Linked DNA regions of Mus musculus: all the other regions are linked to region 1. Evidence: chromatin contacts called from public Hi-C and promoter capture Hi-C data. All regions are on one chromosome and are shown on one strand. The core of a region is the stretch at or near the end of the contact, and the rest is flanking DNA. Distances in the headings are between cores, read along the strand shown.

The links. Promoter capture Hi-C pulls out the DNA fragments that hold promoters and counts their contacts. A called contact is a pair of places that touch in the nucleus more often than the background predicts.
Region 2: a promoter capture Hi-C map of neural stem cells shows a contact between it and region 1. The contact joins the promoter of Fsd1 here to the promoter of Dpp9 in region 1. A contact is called at or near these places in 2 of 39 promoter capture datasets (embryonic stem cells and neural stem cells), 1 of 115 datasets of contacts at active chromatin or transcription factors (embryonic stem cells) and 2 of 9 other capture datasets (adipose tissue and liver).
Region 3: a Hi-C map of cortical neurons shows a contact between it and region 1, with 2.3 times the contacts expected there. The contact joins the enhancer-like site here to the promoter of Dpp9 in region 1. A contact is called at or near these places in 5 of 39 promoter capture datasets (the C10 cell line, embryonic stem cells, hippocampal neurons and 1 more), 18 of 484 Hi-C or Micro-C datasets (B cells, CD4 T cells, the G1E-ER4 cell line and 11 more), 4 of 115 datasets of contacts at active chromatin or transcription factors (embryonic stem cells, fetal liver, pancreatic cancer cells and 1 more) and 4 of 9 other capture datasets (adipose tissue, embryonic stem cells, liver and 1 more).

The regions. Positions count from the first base shown.
Region 1 is chr17:56,216,478-56,221,470 of GRCm38.p6, forward strand. Dpp9 (dipeptidylpeptidase 9) reads right to left here and starts at 2,412. Exons shown (of 21, transcript NM_172624.3): 1 at 2,264-2,412; 2 at 932-984.
Region 2 is chr17:55,983,952-55,988,944 of GRCm38.p6, forward strand. It overlaps Fsd1 (fibronectin type 3 and SPRY domain-containing protein), which reads left to right and starts at 2,560. Exons shown (of 13, transcript NM_183178.2): 1 at 2,560-2,702; 2 at 3,792-3,887; 3 at 4,173-4,304; 4 at 4,723-4,824. The coding sequence starts at 2,688.
Region 3 is chr17:56,348,892-56,353,884 of GRCm38.p6, forward strand. Kdm4b (lysine (K)-specific demethylase 4B) reads left to right here. Exons shown (of 23, transcript NM_172132.3): 2 at 2,742-2,906; 3 at 4,085-4,260; 4 at 4,634-4,748. The coding sequence starts at 2,766. Among named protein-coding and RNA genes, the nearest start is that of Kdm4b, 25 kb to the left of the region's middle. Within about 2 kb of position 2,035, at least 18 of the 459 cell types and tissues checked have an H3K27ac peak or open chromatin away from gene starts, as enhancers often do. A contact at or near this core is called in B cells and cortical neurons, where this site is marked.

The sequences.
Region 1 (4,993 bases), core at 1,162-3,661:
AAGACAAGACTCCCCACTTCCAGCCCAGGGCACAGTGGAAACAGAATGTAAGCCTCAATCCTTGTCTCCCATCAGCTGCTGACTCTGAGTAACAGCTGCCTAAGAAAAGCTAGGAAAAGTTACTTGGACAACACTATGGCCTCAAGGCAGGTGACTCTGTTGAATGGGGAGCCCAGGAAATGTCTGGGGACATGTCTGTCTGTCCAGACCAGAGCTTGGCCACTGGGACAGTGTTCAGGTACTTTGCAGGGCCCAGGATGCCTCATAGAGAACAACCTGCCCCAGTGCCCCCAAGGGATGACAGCTCCTTTCCAGGCAGCATTCTGTCAGTGTCTAAAGGCACAAGCCATTATGCCATCCTGGTTACTGTCCCCAGTCACCACCCAGTCGCCTTCTCAGAAGAGTCTGATGGATGTTTGATGCCACCTGAACACAAAGTGGAAGAGTGGCCAGTGTTCTCTGTCCAGTGCTGAAAAGCAGGACTTCCCATGTCAGGGAGAAGGGTCCAACCCCAGCTTAGTCATATCTGTGCTGTGTGACTCTCAAAGCTATAAACCCAGACTACAATATCTATGCCTGGGGCTAAGTGAGGATTCGGGAGTGCACACACAGATTTTCATAATGACAGCTGTCAGATGAATGAGCCATTTTAAAATCACACCCAATGGTCTCTCTGAGGCAAACACTACCATAAAGACTGATGCCCACACACTAGGTACTGTATCAGATGAGCTAGGGAGGTTGGCCAAGCCTCCCTCAAACCCAGCTTACTAGCCACTCTTCCTTTGTCCCCCTGGAGAGGGCAAAGTACTGCAGCAGGGACCAAGACCAGGGGTAACTGGCCCCAAAGCCACTGTCAACCTCTGCATTCCACAGCAAGCCCCAGCCCACCACAGAGCCTGCCTTGCTGCCCGACCCCAGCACAACTCACCTTCTAAAGGGTCCAAGGAGCTTCCATGGCAGCTGCAGGCGAGGGGCACGGACCTTAGAAGAACAAATGTGGTGTTGTTAAGGTGGGCAGATGGGAAGGGCTGGCAAGAATGAAGGGGTTGGTGAAAATGGGGTCTGGCAAGGATGAAGGGGTTGGCGGAAGATGAGGGGCTGGCAAGGATGGAGTGGTTGGTGTGAACTGGGGAACCAGTGAGGATGAAGGGGCCGGTGAAGATGGAGGGGCCGGTGATGTGTGTGGCTTCTTCTCACTCACTTTCCATGCGGGCGGGAGTCTCCGCCTGTGCCTAACCCTATCTACCTGGTTCGACTCTAACTGAGCCTCCCAGCCCCTCGGGGCTGCCAACATGCCCTGGGTTGTACTTGGAAGAGACGTGTCCCTCAGTGTGCGGTCTCCCTGGGACCCAGCAGGGAACTGGCGACTGTGGTCCACACCTCCTGGGCACCAGTCCCAACTCTTCGAAAGCAGGTTGGTGATTGCCCTGGGGGCTCCCGAGGGAGCCTGGGTAACAGGCAGCAAAAAGGCCGCTGAGGTCAAAGGCTGGGCAAAATCGTGGATGGGGAGGGGATGGATGGGCCTAAGGCCGAGATCCTAAGGGTGGGGCTCAAGATGCAGGGAATGAATGCTGGAAGCTGAGGGGGTTCAAGCTAATCCGGGGAGGAAAGGGATGAGACAGAGGATATGATTTTAGTCTGGGAGGGTATCAAGCTTGGCATGCGACAATGTGGAAACTGAGGCAGAGGATAAGGGCTGAGTGAAGGATCAGGCTTGGGGAGTGACCAGTCTTGGAAGAGTCAGGCTGGTAGGGTCATTTGGAGAGGTTCATGCTGCGGGTTTCAAGCTTTGGGGTATGAAGCTTTAGGATTTCAGGTTTGAGAGGAGGGTCAACCTGGACTATCAGGCCTTGAGGGAACAAGTTGGACGGATCAAGTTTTGGGGATCAGGCTTGAGGGATCAAGCTGGGAGGGGAATCAGGCTTGCGGGGATCCGGCTTTAGAAGATCAAGATGGAAGAGGATGAGGCTTGAGGGGATCAGGTTGGGAAGGATGAGGCCGGGAGGGAGGGTTTGGCAGAGACGAGGCTGGCGGAGGCTGGCGGAGGCTGCGCGGACGCCGGGCTGAGCCGCGCTCTGCGATGAAGCTGGCGGCTGCGTCTCCGCAGCGGTGCGGCAGCAGCTCTTGGGCGCGGCCCGGAACCGGCGAAGCGCGGCGACCAGAGCGGCGGGGACGACGAGGACAGGGCGCGCGGCGCCGAGGCGGGCGGACGGCGCCGGCCGGGGCGGGAGGCGGCGAGCCGGGGCCGGACGCTGCTCACCCGAGCGTGGCGCGGAGGACAAGCTGAGCAGGGCGTCCCCGGGGCCGGCGGCGCCTCACACGCGACGCTCCATGCCCAAGACGAGGGCCCGGAAGTGGCGGGCGCGGGGGGACAGCGAAGGCGGCGGACACCGGGGGGACCCGCCAGCTGCGCCTCCTTTGACCCGGAAGTTGAGCTGCAGAAGCAGAGGCTTTTGATTGGGTAACGTCAGGGCAGAACCAACGTCCGTGAAACTCTAGGGGACAATGCTCAGGAGCGTCTTAGGGCTGAAGGCAAGGCTGGTGGCCCCTTGCTGTCTGGGAGAGGACTGCGGGATGGACACCCCTGCTCCAGTTCTGCTGGCCAGCTCGACCCTGCAGTGACCTATTAAAAATATCTAAGAAAGCTGAGATATTGGTAGAATAGTGGTTAGGAAAGCTGCCTTCCAAAAGGTGGCCCCGGGTTCTAGTCCCAGATTGCTTACGCCGCTCATCCCAGCGCTCGGAAACTCTCCACTTAATCAGGCTAGCTTTGAACTCTAAGATCTGCCTGCTCTGTCTAGATCTCGCCCACACCATGTTTTACTTTGTTTTTTGTTTTTCGAGACGGGGTTTCTCAGTATAGCCCTGGCTGTCCTGGAACTCACTCTGTAGACCAGGCTGGCCTCGAACTCAGAAATCCGCCTGCCTCTGCCACCTGCCTCTGCATTAAAGGTGTGCGCCACCACGCCCGGCTCATGTTTTACTTCTTATCTGTGCATTGTGTCTGAGCCACGCGAGTGTGACAGAAGAGGACAATGGGTTTCTTTCCTTTTAATTTTTTTAAATTTATTATTATATCTAAGTACACCTAAGTACACTGTAGCAGTCTTCAGATTCGAGGGCGTCAGATCTCATTAAAGGTGGTTGTGAGCCACCATGTGGTTGCTGGGATTTGAACTCAGGACCTTCAGAAGAGCAGTCAGTGCTCTTAACCACTGAGCCATCTCTCCAGACCCACAATGGATTTCTTGTAACTGGAGTTAAGGCCACATGAGTGCTGGGACATGGACTCCCCTCCTCGCAGAGCCACCTCTCTCAAGCCTCTAAAGAGCTTTTGTAAATAAAGACACACTCCCCAAAAGTTATCCTAACAGGGTTCCTGCAGAAGGGCATCCATTGTTTGGTGAGTGACATTTAGTGAGCATCCTCCATTGTTGTTGAAGTGTCCCCACTTAGCTTCCTAGCTAGTTAACTTTTTGACCGGAAATCCTGAGAGCTACATTTTTAACATGATGTTGCAACCCTGTTCCCTTTCCAGGAACCCTCCCTGGAGACACCATTTGTTACACAATTACAGGACGTGGCTGAGGGCCTGGCGGCTCTCCTGGTCTTCCCCAGTTCCAGCCATCCTCTTCTCTCTCCTGACCCCTTTCTTTTCACACCCATTTTGGGGAAGAGTCTCATGTAGCTAAAATTTATCTTGAACTCCTGCCTCTTCCTCCCCAGTGCTGGGGTGACTGTACACCACCATGCCTGGTTAATGAGAAGCTGGGGATTGGGACTGAGCCTAAGCCCCAGCATCTGCTTGAACTTGAAGATGAACTTATGTGATGGGGGAGGGAGGGAGGAGGTCCTCTGGGGTCAAGGGTCAGCTCCAGCACTCAGAGGTGGAGACCTTTGACATGAACATGTACTACTAAAGACAGAAAGAGGGTGTCTTAGGGTTTCTATTCCTGCACAAACATCATGAGCAAGAAGCAAGTTGGGGAGGAAAGGGTTTATTCAGCTTACACTTTCATGCTGCTGTTCATCTCCAAGGAAGTCAGGACTGGAACTCAAGCAGGCCAGGAAGCAGGAGCTGGTGCAGAGGCCATGGAGGGATGTTCTTTACTGGCTTATTTCCACTGGCTTGCTCAGCATGCTTTCTTATAGAACTCAAGACTACCAGCCCAGAGATGGTACCACCCACAAGGGGCCTTTCCCCCTTGACCACTAATTGAGAAAATGCCTTGCAGCTGGATCTCATGGAGGCATTTCCTCAACTGAAGCTCCTTTCTCTGTGATAACTCCAGCTGTGTCAAGTTGACACCCAAAACCAGCCAGTACAATGACCCCTTGTCAACTTGATACACAAACACATCAATCACTATTAAGCCTCAAGCTTTACTTTCTTATTCATTCCCAAGATCTAAATAATTTTAAAAGTCCCACAGTCTTGAATATTAAAGTTCAATCCCTTTAAAATGTCCAATATCTTTTAAAATTCAAAGTCTCTTAACTGTGGGCTCCATAAAAATACTTTCTTCCTTCAAGAGGGGAAAATATCAGGGCACAGTCACAATCAAAAGCAAAATCAGACTCCAACCATCCAATATGTGGAATCCAACTCACTATCTTCCGGGCTCTTCCAAGAGCTTGGGTCACTTCTCCAGCCCTGCTCTTTGTAGCACACACATTGTCTTCTAGGCTCCAGCTGCCTGTACTCCACTGCTGCTGCTGTTCTTGGTGGTCATCTCATGGTACTGGCATTTTCAAAACATTGTTGTCTTCCGCTGTAACTAGGCTTCACCAACAGCTTTTCATAGGCTCTCTTCATGGTGCCAAGCCTCAACTCCTTTGCATGACCCCTTCTATCCTGGGCCATCAATTGCAACTGAGGCTGCACCTTCACCAATGGCCTTCCATGGCCTCTCACAGTGTCAAGCCTTAGCTGCTCTGCATGACCCCTTCATGCCTTTAAAATCAGTACCATCTAGGGTGACTTTTACAC
Region 2 (4,993 bases), core at 1,310-3,809, 230 kb before region 1:
ACCTCTGAACCTGTAAGGCAGCCCCAATTAAATGTTGTTTTTATAAGACTTGCATTGGTCATGGTGTCTGTTCACAGCAGTAAAACCCTAACTAAGACAATGGTGGAACATGCATTTATTCCAACTCTTTGGAAGCAAAAGCAAGCAGATCTCTGAGTTCCAGGCCAGCCTGGGCTACATAGTAGGAACCTGACCCCCCCCCCAAAAGCAGTATCCTGTCTCAAAGGAACAAAAAAGTGTGAGGGCCAAAGAGGCGGAGTCCCAGGTCCCCAAAGGCTGGTGTTTAAGTTGTGGTTTGAATTCTTCTGAAGACTCCATAAGGGCATCCAACCTCCATGAGGGCCTAAGTGTCCAGAAGAGGAGACTGAAGTTCAGGGTGGTTCTGATGAGGAATCAGGCAGCTGAAGTGGGCTAGATAACTGGAGGGGATACATAAAGTGGGGACCCCCAGATATTCACCCCAGAGCTGCAGAAGGATGAATACCCAGCCAGGAGAACCCATCCCTGAACCATCAGGCCCCAGGCTCACCATGCCACCATGCTGCACCTGTGTCACCTCAGCCACCCCACACACTCTCTTCCTGTCACAGTATCCACCCCACCTCCGTTGAAGTGACACTGAGGGTGGGGAAAGACAGAGGGCAGGCAGACATCCTGTGTTCCAGGCTGTGAGGAGAAAGGGGCTGAGTACCTTCCACCCCATGCCTCAGTTTCTCTCAAAGTATTCTACATCCAAAAGGGAGTATGCATTTATCTGTGAGTGTAGAGACTGGGGTGGTGGAAATGGAAACCTCTTTGAAGATTCTACAGAAATATACAAAGGATGCAGAGGAAAAGCAAGGGCAGAGTGTGAGACAGAGGGGTGGTGAGAGATGAGAGCCCAGGGCTCAGTGGGGTGGGCACTCTTCCAGAGCACACAAGGCCTGGGTTCCAACTCTAGCACCCCCTAACACAAACATGGTGGGGCACACCTGTTATCCCAACACAGTAAAGGCAGGAGGATCAAGACTTCCAGGGTAAGGCTGGAGAGATGGCTCAGCACTAAAGAGCACTGTTTGCTCTTCCAGAGGACCTGGTTCAACTCCCAGCACCCACATGGCAGCTCACAACTATCCATAACTCCAGTTCTAAGGAATCTAATACCTTCACACAGGGTAGCCTTGGCTACACGTGGAGTATAAGGCCAGCCTGGGCAACATAAGTTAGGAATCCCCTGTCTAAGTTCCGGGGTCTCAAGTCTTTCCCTTGTTGCAGTCTGCAGTTCTGGGCATGGGGCTAGGCCATGTCAGCAGAATTCTGTGGTAACTTTGGGGTCACACAGGTAATAACCATCAGTGTCACCGCTGTTGCCATTGTGCCGGGTGTGGTGCGCACACCTTTAATCCCAGCACTCGGGAAGCAGAGGCAGGGAGTCTCTTGAGTTGCAGGCCAGTCTGGGCTTTAGAGAGAGAGACCTCCTCTGGTAGGAAAATCAAGTCACCCTGTTCTCAGTCAAACCATAAGGGCAGCTGTAACTCCTGGTGGGCAGTGAGTGCACAGACATCCCCAGCCAATTATGCCATCTTCATTCCCGCTGGAAGGTTAGGACCTCTCTGTGAATGAAGTGGTCTTAACCTGTCCAGGCCAAGTCTGCCTCTTACAGGTTCTCATGGCCACCTGCAAGGTCTGGGCAGAAGCGGAGGCTTTGAGTGGTGAGTGGTTCTCACAGTCAACTTCCAGCCTCAGCCCCACTCTGGGGTCAGTGGCCAATACTGTAATAGTTGACCAAGAGAGTTGTCTCATACCCAATCACAACCATGACCTATTTTCTTAGGAGTGGGGGGAGGGCAGTGTTTAAAGACCCTGGGGTTGATGAAGCCCCAGGCTGGTGGTCCTCAACCTTCCTAATGCTTGAACCCTTTAATATAGTCCCTCATGTTGTGGTGACCCCCCACCCATAAAATTTTTCATTGCTACTTCATACCCATAATTTTGCTACTGTTATGAATCATAACGTAAATATTTTTGTTTTCCAAGGGTCTTAGGCGATCCCTGTGAAGAAGTCATTTGACCCCAATGTGGTTGAGAAACTCTGCCTCAGCCTTTGCCGGGCTAATAGCAGATGAACTCTTTAGATAAATATGTCTAGCCCTGAAGAGCAAGGGCTGGTAGAAAGGTTTCTAGGGGAAGATACAATCTGAGGCTTTGGGGGATGTATAGGACCTTGTCTCACTGTGCGACCATAATGGCTCTATTCTGGTTGGTTGTACAAGCAGTAAGTGGCAAGCATGTGGGCCACCGAAGGACAGCTCTCAGGGTAGGAAAGGGTGGGCACCCTGGGTGCCAATTTGAATAGCAAACCGGATCAATCTGAGGTGAGTAAGGGATAGTCCTGAGTTCACAAGACAGGATAAGAGGCCAAACTCAGATATCCTGCCTTCCGCCTGAGGGCTTCCTCATCCCTCCCAGTATTACACTGGGATAACCCAAGCTCCGGAGGAAGACAACTACATTTCCCAAGCAGCGCCGGTCGCTCGCGCATGCGTAGTACATGTAGTGATGGAGCGCTGAGCAGGGGGCGCGGCGGCGGAGGCGGCGAGGGCACGGAAGGCTAGTTGGCTGCTGTCTGCGTCCAAGGAACTTTAAGGGTTTGGAGAACCAGCTGAAGGGGACCCGCGGCCAGGCCAAGGCAACAGGGGGCTGCAACTATGGAAGACCAGAGGGTAGGACCTGGAGAAATGCAGGGATTGGGAACAGGGAGGGGACCAGGTGATGCCGCAGCGCCCCTCCCCCCGCACGGGCCGCCCGCACAGCGGCTCCTGTTAACACGCAGACCCCCTACCTCTCCTCCCCGCTCCTGCCCTCCCTCAGCATCTCGTCATCCTAGCCTGGGATCCTAATCCACCCCACAGGTCACCAACCCAAGCTACGCAGGGCCCAGCCCCACCACCCTGGGTGGGAACCGGCTTCTGGTGTCCTCCACCTGCTTTCCCAGAGGATCCTCCTCTCCTTGCCCAGTCCTTCACAAGCAAGACCTTCCAGCTGCCCAAGTGAAACCCGTCCACTTCCCAGGCGGACCCCTGCCTATCACGCCTCTCCCAGGAGAAGTTTGTTTCTCCATATACTCAGTTGGACTCTGGGACTCGCCTTGCCCAGACTACTCTCTCGGTGCAGCTCACCTTCAGCTTTAAAGATGCACCTACTGGCCTGGGTTGCTGGTGGTACACTCCTGTGTCCTATCCTCTAGAGGTAGAGGCAAGAGGTAGATGTTAGTTCAAGACTAGCCTAGGCTACACAGTGAGACTCTGTCTCCAAAACTGAACAAGGAGCTGTGGAGGTGTCTCAGTGGGTAAAGTGTTTGCTATGCAAATGTGAGAACCTGAGTTCAAGTTCCCAACGCCCACGTAGGAAGCTAGTTTAGTGTGTAGCTGCATACACTACAGCCCCAGCCCTAGGGACACGGACACAGGAGGATCCCTGGGGCTCGATGGCAGCTGGCCTAGACCAGGCTCACTGAGAAACCATACTCAAGTAATAGGTGGACATTGAGAGAGGAAGACAGCCAACATTGACCCCTGGCCTCCACATGCATGTGCATGCATACATATGTGCACACACACACACACACACACACACACACACACCCAAAGTCAAAACCAAATAAGCTCAGTGCTCAAAGTCTGTCCCTGAGAGGCTCTGTGGGCTCCAGTTTTCTTCTCTACTATGGGAATCTCACAGCCTCACATCAGACCTGTATTCCTGGAGGACAGCGCTCCCCCAACCTGCTGCCCCATGTTCCTTCTGTCCCCCAGGAGGCGCTAAGAAAAATCATCACTACCCTGGCCATGAAGAATGAGGAGACGCAGACCTTCATCTACTCCCTGAAGCAGATGTTGCTGAATGTAGAGGTGAACAGTCTGCTCCTGTCTGCAGATGTGGGTGCAGGGGAGAGGCCAGGAGGCACCCCTCTGTCTGCTGGGGACTCTCCACACCTTGGTTTCCCCGTCTGCATAGCCCTTGCCTTTTCTTTTGTGAGATGGGGTTTCTCTCTGCAGCCCTTGCTGGCTCAAGACTTGCTCTATAGAGCAGGCTAGCTTGGAACTCAAAGAGATTCACCTGCCTCTGCCTCCCCAGGGCTGGGGCTAAAACATGCATTACTGCTCTAGCCTCATGGTAGCCTCTCTCCATTGCAGGCAAACTCAGCCAAAGTCCAGGAGGATCTGGAAGCCGAGTTCCAGTCCCTCACGTCGGTTCTGGAGGAGCTGAAAGAGTCCATGCTGATGAAGATCAAACAGGACAGGGCCAGCCGCACCTACGAGCTGCAGGTGCAACCACATACACATACCCTGTCTCCAGAGCCTTTGGTGCCCTCCTAACCCTTGCCAGCCAGGGCCCAGCCCTTCCCCCAAAACACCTGCATCACCACCACCTCCCTGTATTTCCCAGTCCTTCCCATTGGTCCCCCCAGAACCAGGGTAACACTTCCCCTCAAATACCTTCCATGGCTTTCATGAACTCTCCGAATCCCAGCTGTGGTCTCTCAGATTGTACTCAAACCTCATTCCCATCTGTGGTATGAGGACAGCCTGGGGGACTTGGATGTGACCCAGGCTCAGAACTTAAGACTCCAGTAAGCTCCTCCTACCTGAAGCCCTGTTGGGCTGCGGGTCCCAGAGGGTGTCAGAGCTCTGGGTGGGTTTGTGGTGGTTGAGGGACTTGTCTGTGTCGTTGTACTGCCCGCAGAACCAGCTAGCTGCCTGCACACGAGCCCTGGAGAGCTCCGAGGAGCTCCTGGAAACAGCCAACCAGACCCTGCAGGCTTCAGACAGCGAGGACTTCAGTCAGGTGGGTGTCAGTGAGTGGGATCCCCAGGGCCCCTGGGTCACATGTGCCATGTCTGGTTTTGTTCATTTTTATCACATGTATTTGTTTGTCTCGGGGGAGGGATGTATGCAGTCCACAGCAATCCTGCCTTGCCTTCATGTGAGTCTGTGGATCAACCTCAGGTCTATCA
Region 3 (4,993 bases), core at 785-3,284, 130 kb after region 1:
TATGTGCCCCTAGTCTTCCCTCTGGGAGGCTTTGTCCTAGGGCTTGTGTGTGTGTGGGACAAGTGTGTGTAGGCAATGGGGTACAGGTGACATGACATAGCCTGGCCACACAGTGTCCCACTGAAGAAGCAGCCATTGCAGAGGCTCTTTGTGTGCAGACCCTGTGCTATAGCCTAGGGCAGGCCACCAGCCACTCAGCCTGGCCTGAAAGCTCTGGTCTTGACACATGTTTCTGAACAGTAGGAGCAGGGTTGGGTAGGTCTTATTGGACACCTTACTCTCAGTCCCTGTTTTAACAGGCAGGAGGAGGGCAGGGCACTTTCCCTGTGGGCAATAAGGAGTTGTTGCCACTAAGTGGAGACAGTGAGTTTCCTGTTTGCTGGCTAGCAGGTGGTGGCTGGCTGTCCTCTTCCCCCAGTGCCCAGCACATACAATCTGAGGCTGGGTAGGAGGCTACTAGCCCTGCCTAGCCCAGGGCCTCAAGGTGAGTGGCACCTAGAATCCATTGTGCTGGGCCCATAGCAGATAATGGGCACGCCTGTGTCCTGCGGGCTTTTGTGTACCCCATGTCAGTGGCAGCTGTAACTCGTTGCTATAGATAGATGGAGATTCTCAGATGGTGCCCAAGTTCATGGTGCATCTGTGGTGGAAAGCACCTGGCCTGCCTGGCTCTCCTGGGGACCTGGGCCACTGCACCTGCCAGCCTGTCCAGCTTCTCTTAGGACTTGAGCCTTATCTCCCTGCATCTCTTGTGATGCATGCCCCAGAGAGCTCTGGCTGATCCCTTCTCCTATCCCAAGGGTCCTTTTCTTCTGGAGGGAGTGATATTTGTCTCTACTAGTCCTGGTCCACACCTCTGCTATGCCTCTCAGGATAGCCAGAGGGGTCAGTGTGGGCCTCATTCTCTGCTGATAATCTGCAGCTGGGACCTTCAGGATCCCAAGTCCTCGTCAGGTAAAGTCACCTGCTGCCAAGCATGACAACTCCGAGGTTTAACCCTGGGTCACACTTGTGGAAGGAGAGAGCTGACAACTGCAGGTTGCCTTCCGACCTCTGCATGTTTGGGCAGTGCTGCCTGCTATGTCCTAGCCCTCTTTCTGGTGAGCCTTCATGTGGCCAGCAGGAGGTTAGCTGCATTTTGTGTACCAGTGTGGTGCTCTGTCTGTGCCCCACTATCACTAGCACCCAGTGTGGGGGCTGAAGTGGCCCCTTGATGGGACACAGCTCTCAGGTCTCATCCCCCGTCACAGGTGCCCACACAGCACCCTGGTGGCAGCCTGGGCCTTTTCCCCGACCATATTGGACTTGAGTAAGAGACAGGCAGGCAGGTGGGAGACCAAAGTCATCATGAAGGAGAGAACCTGTGTGAAAGGGAAATGGTGGGTGCAGGCACCCTTATCCCACGAGGTAGAGAGACAGGCCATTGGTTCCCAGTGGTCCGGCTCTGGAACAGCTCTGTGGCACAGGACTCAGCTCATAGAAGAAACTCTGCTCCACCATTTCGTGTGGCCTGTGAGGCAGCGGAGGAGGGCCATGGTCAGGGCTGAGAGGAGTTAGTGGTCCTGGGCCCTTCCATGTGCCTCCCACCTGCCCATTCTAACACTGAGGCTGCTGGGGCCCCTGAGGAGGTGCTGTGCCTTCTACATCATCCTTCCCTAGCTCTCACCCTCTACATCTAGGAGGTGGCAGGTGAGCTCAGCAATTAGTGTGGGGCTGCTGGGGAGCAGTGGCAGTCCTGAGACCTGCTGGTGGGGTCAGTTGTCTAGCAGGATAGCTTCTAGTTATGTGGTTAGGGCCTTCCCCTTGTGTACTGGAGGACAATGTCTGGCAGTCCCCCTCTGTAAACCCTGTGCTCCTGTGAGCTCTGAGGGCTATGTCTAGTAGACCCTCAGGACACCCAGGTGATGCACGCAGCCTTATTCCTCTCCAGAGCCCTGAAGGACTGTGGCCTTTGGGTGCTCAGACACCAACTGGTGGCCTAGCTCACGGCTGTAATCAAGCCCTCTACTCCATTTATGGGCATGTGCTGCCACTTGGTGGACACTTTGGGAAATGCATAGGAGCTATTCTCTACTCCCACTTTGGGGCCTGTGTGTATGTGTGTGTGTGTGTGGGGGGGCAGTTCTCTAGGAGGATGGGACTCCACAACCCTTTCTGGACCCTGGGCTGCAGGCCATATGATTGCCCAGTGAGGAGAAGGCACCTGGCTGAGAAGATCCCTTTACAAGGGGCAGGTAGGAGGCCAGCACAGGTAAGTTGATGTTAGCTGTGGCTTGGGCTGGCTCAGACAGGTTGGATTTGCCCTCCTGATCCAGGGCTCTAAGAATAGCTGATGGAGTCCAGGTTTCAAACAGTTGGCTCCTGTGCACAAGTGGAGCCCTCTGAACAAGCCCAGTGTGCTCTCACATGTGCACAGGGCTCCTGGGTGACGTGGTGACCTAAGGCTACAAGGTCTGCATGGGAAGGTCCCTGCTGAGAACAGTGCTGGGCTCCAGGGGGCCTCTGATTGGAAAATACACAGCTTCTGGGACCCCGTCAGCTTTAGAAGGAGGGTTCCTATGTGTTTACTCAACCGGTGTCACCTTGGCTTTTGACTGGTGGGAGTATGGGGCTTTGTGGTTTGCTGGCCTGGCACGGCTGCCTGCTGTTGCCCTCAGGAGCTGTGGGTATTTCGTTGCCTCCAAGGGAGGCTTGGAGGTGGTGATGGCAGGGCTATGCTGACTGCTCTTATCTCCTCACAGGTGTAGCTCCACTTTGCTGCAACCATGGGGTCCGAGGACCACAGCGCCCAGAACCCCAGCTGTAAGATCATGACTTTCCGCCCCACCATGGATGAATTCAGGGACTTCAACAGATATGTGGCGTACATTGAGTCGCAGGGTGCCCACCGTGCTGGCCTGGCCAAGGTGCGTCATGCCACTCCCAAGCTCCTTTGTGCCCAGACACTGTGGCACTGCCTCCCCGACCTTCTTAAACATGGAGGCAGACACTGGTTTTGTGGCTGTGGCTTGGGCTGGCTCAGACAGGTTGGATTTGCCCTCCTGATCCAGGGCTCTAAGAATAGCTGATGGAGTCCAGGTTTCAAACAGTTGGCTCCTGTGCACAAGTGGAGCCCTCTGAACAAGCCCAGGGTTCCTAGACCAAATCAGGGCACATGTTGTGTTCCTGACTCTAGGGAGTGGCCTAGCTTGGGTGGGACACAGAACCTGCTGCTATGAGGGACAAAGCTTTTGGAGGGCTAGGGTTGGAAGGGGACCTGATGCCTAGGGGTGGTGGTGCCAGGAGACACTTTTAATTATTGATGGAGTGGCAGAGGTTAAGTACCTTGTTCTTGGGGCCCTGCGACTCTGCCTAAACTTTGCATTCTACTGTTTTGCCTGCCTGTCTGAATGGAGCTGTCATACTAAGTTGTGGCTCAGGTTCCCTGTAACCTTGTGGACCTATGTTAATCCATGGGAGAGAATGCTGGGGAGGCTGACTTCATCTGAGCCCTAGGCACACACAGCACAGCATGAGCACACACCTCTTCCTACCTTCTGAGGGCAGATGGACAGACACCACAAGCATCTGTGGCCCGTGCTCTGCCGTATGAGCCGAGCCGTGTATGAGCCAAGGGCATAGGCTCATCAGCCTTGACTGGTGTGTGTACGTACGTGCGTGCGTGCGTGCGTGCGTGTGTGTATGTGTGTTCGCGCTATGGTGTATTTGTGTGTGTGTATGCGTGCATGTCTATAAGAATGTGAATGTGTGGGTGGCTATCTGTGTAAGAATGTGTATATGTATGTGTATGGTGTGTCTGTGTAAGAATATGTGTGTGAGTATAAGAATCTGAGTCTGTGTGTTTATGTGTGGGTATCTGTAAGAATGTGAGCATGTATGTGTGTGTGTATGTGTGAGTGTGAGTGTGTGTGTGTGTGTGTGCCTGCTGCAGTGGGACCCAACTGCCCCTTGTTTGTCACAGCTGTCTTGTCATGGTTGTGTGGTGCCTGTACTGCAGCACTAGCCTGGAGCACTTAAATAATTGGGGACCTGGGATCCCCTACCCTTGGGAGCTCTATCACCTACACCGTTCTTGGCCCCGCAGATCATTCCACCCAAGGAGTGGAAGCCACGGCAGACGTATGATGACATCGACGATGTGGTCATCCCAGCGCCTATTCAGCAGGTGGTGACGGGCCAGTCGGGGCTTTTCACACAGTACAACATCCAGAAGAAGGCCATGACTGTGGGGGAGTACCGCCGCCTAGCCAATAGTGAAAAGTATGTGGGTGAGAGCAGTCTCTCTGCTGCTCAGGCTTCTCACTTTCCAGAGGCCCAGCTTGACCCTTACCTTGTCCCTGTCTCTGTCCCTAGGGGGCTTCCCTCATCCCAGTATGTGGCCTGAAGGTGGCCCTTCAGGGGAGGTCCCCCCATGCTTCCTGGAAACCTCTTCCTGCTTCCGTGCATCTTGTGGCTTACAGTCACAGCATGCACAGACACATGGTCCCCATGCTCTCAGCTCCAGCTGCCCCTGGTTTCCAAAGCTCTATGCCCCTCCTTGTACATCTAGCCTTGTTTCTGGAGTTGGGTTCTGAGGCTCCTAGAGGGTATTATACTGCCCAGAACCTAACCCGAACCACTGCACTGTTTACAGGTACTGTACCCCACGCCATCAGGACTTCGATGACTTGGAGCGCAAGTACTGGAAGAACCTGACCTTTGTCTCACCCATCTATGGAGCTGACATCAGTGGCTCCCTGTACGACGATGTAAGTGCCCAAAAGTGCCTGCTATACCTGGCCACCATGTGGACTCATGGGGATGGGAGGAAAGTGGCTATACCTTTCTTCTCAGGGCCACCCCAACTCCGGTGGCTCCCACTTCTGTGTTCCCTATTCACTACTTGGCAGGGCTGTGCTGTCTTCTGGCCCAGGGTGGCATGCTGCATAGGAGGCCACAGCCTGAACCATCTCTGTGGTGGTGGTGCCCGCTGAGGTGTGGAGCTGGGAGCCCA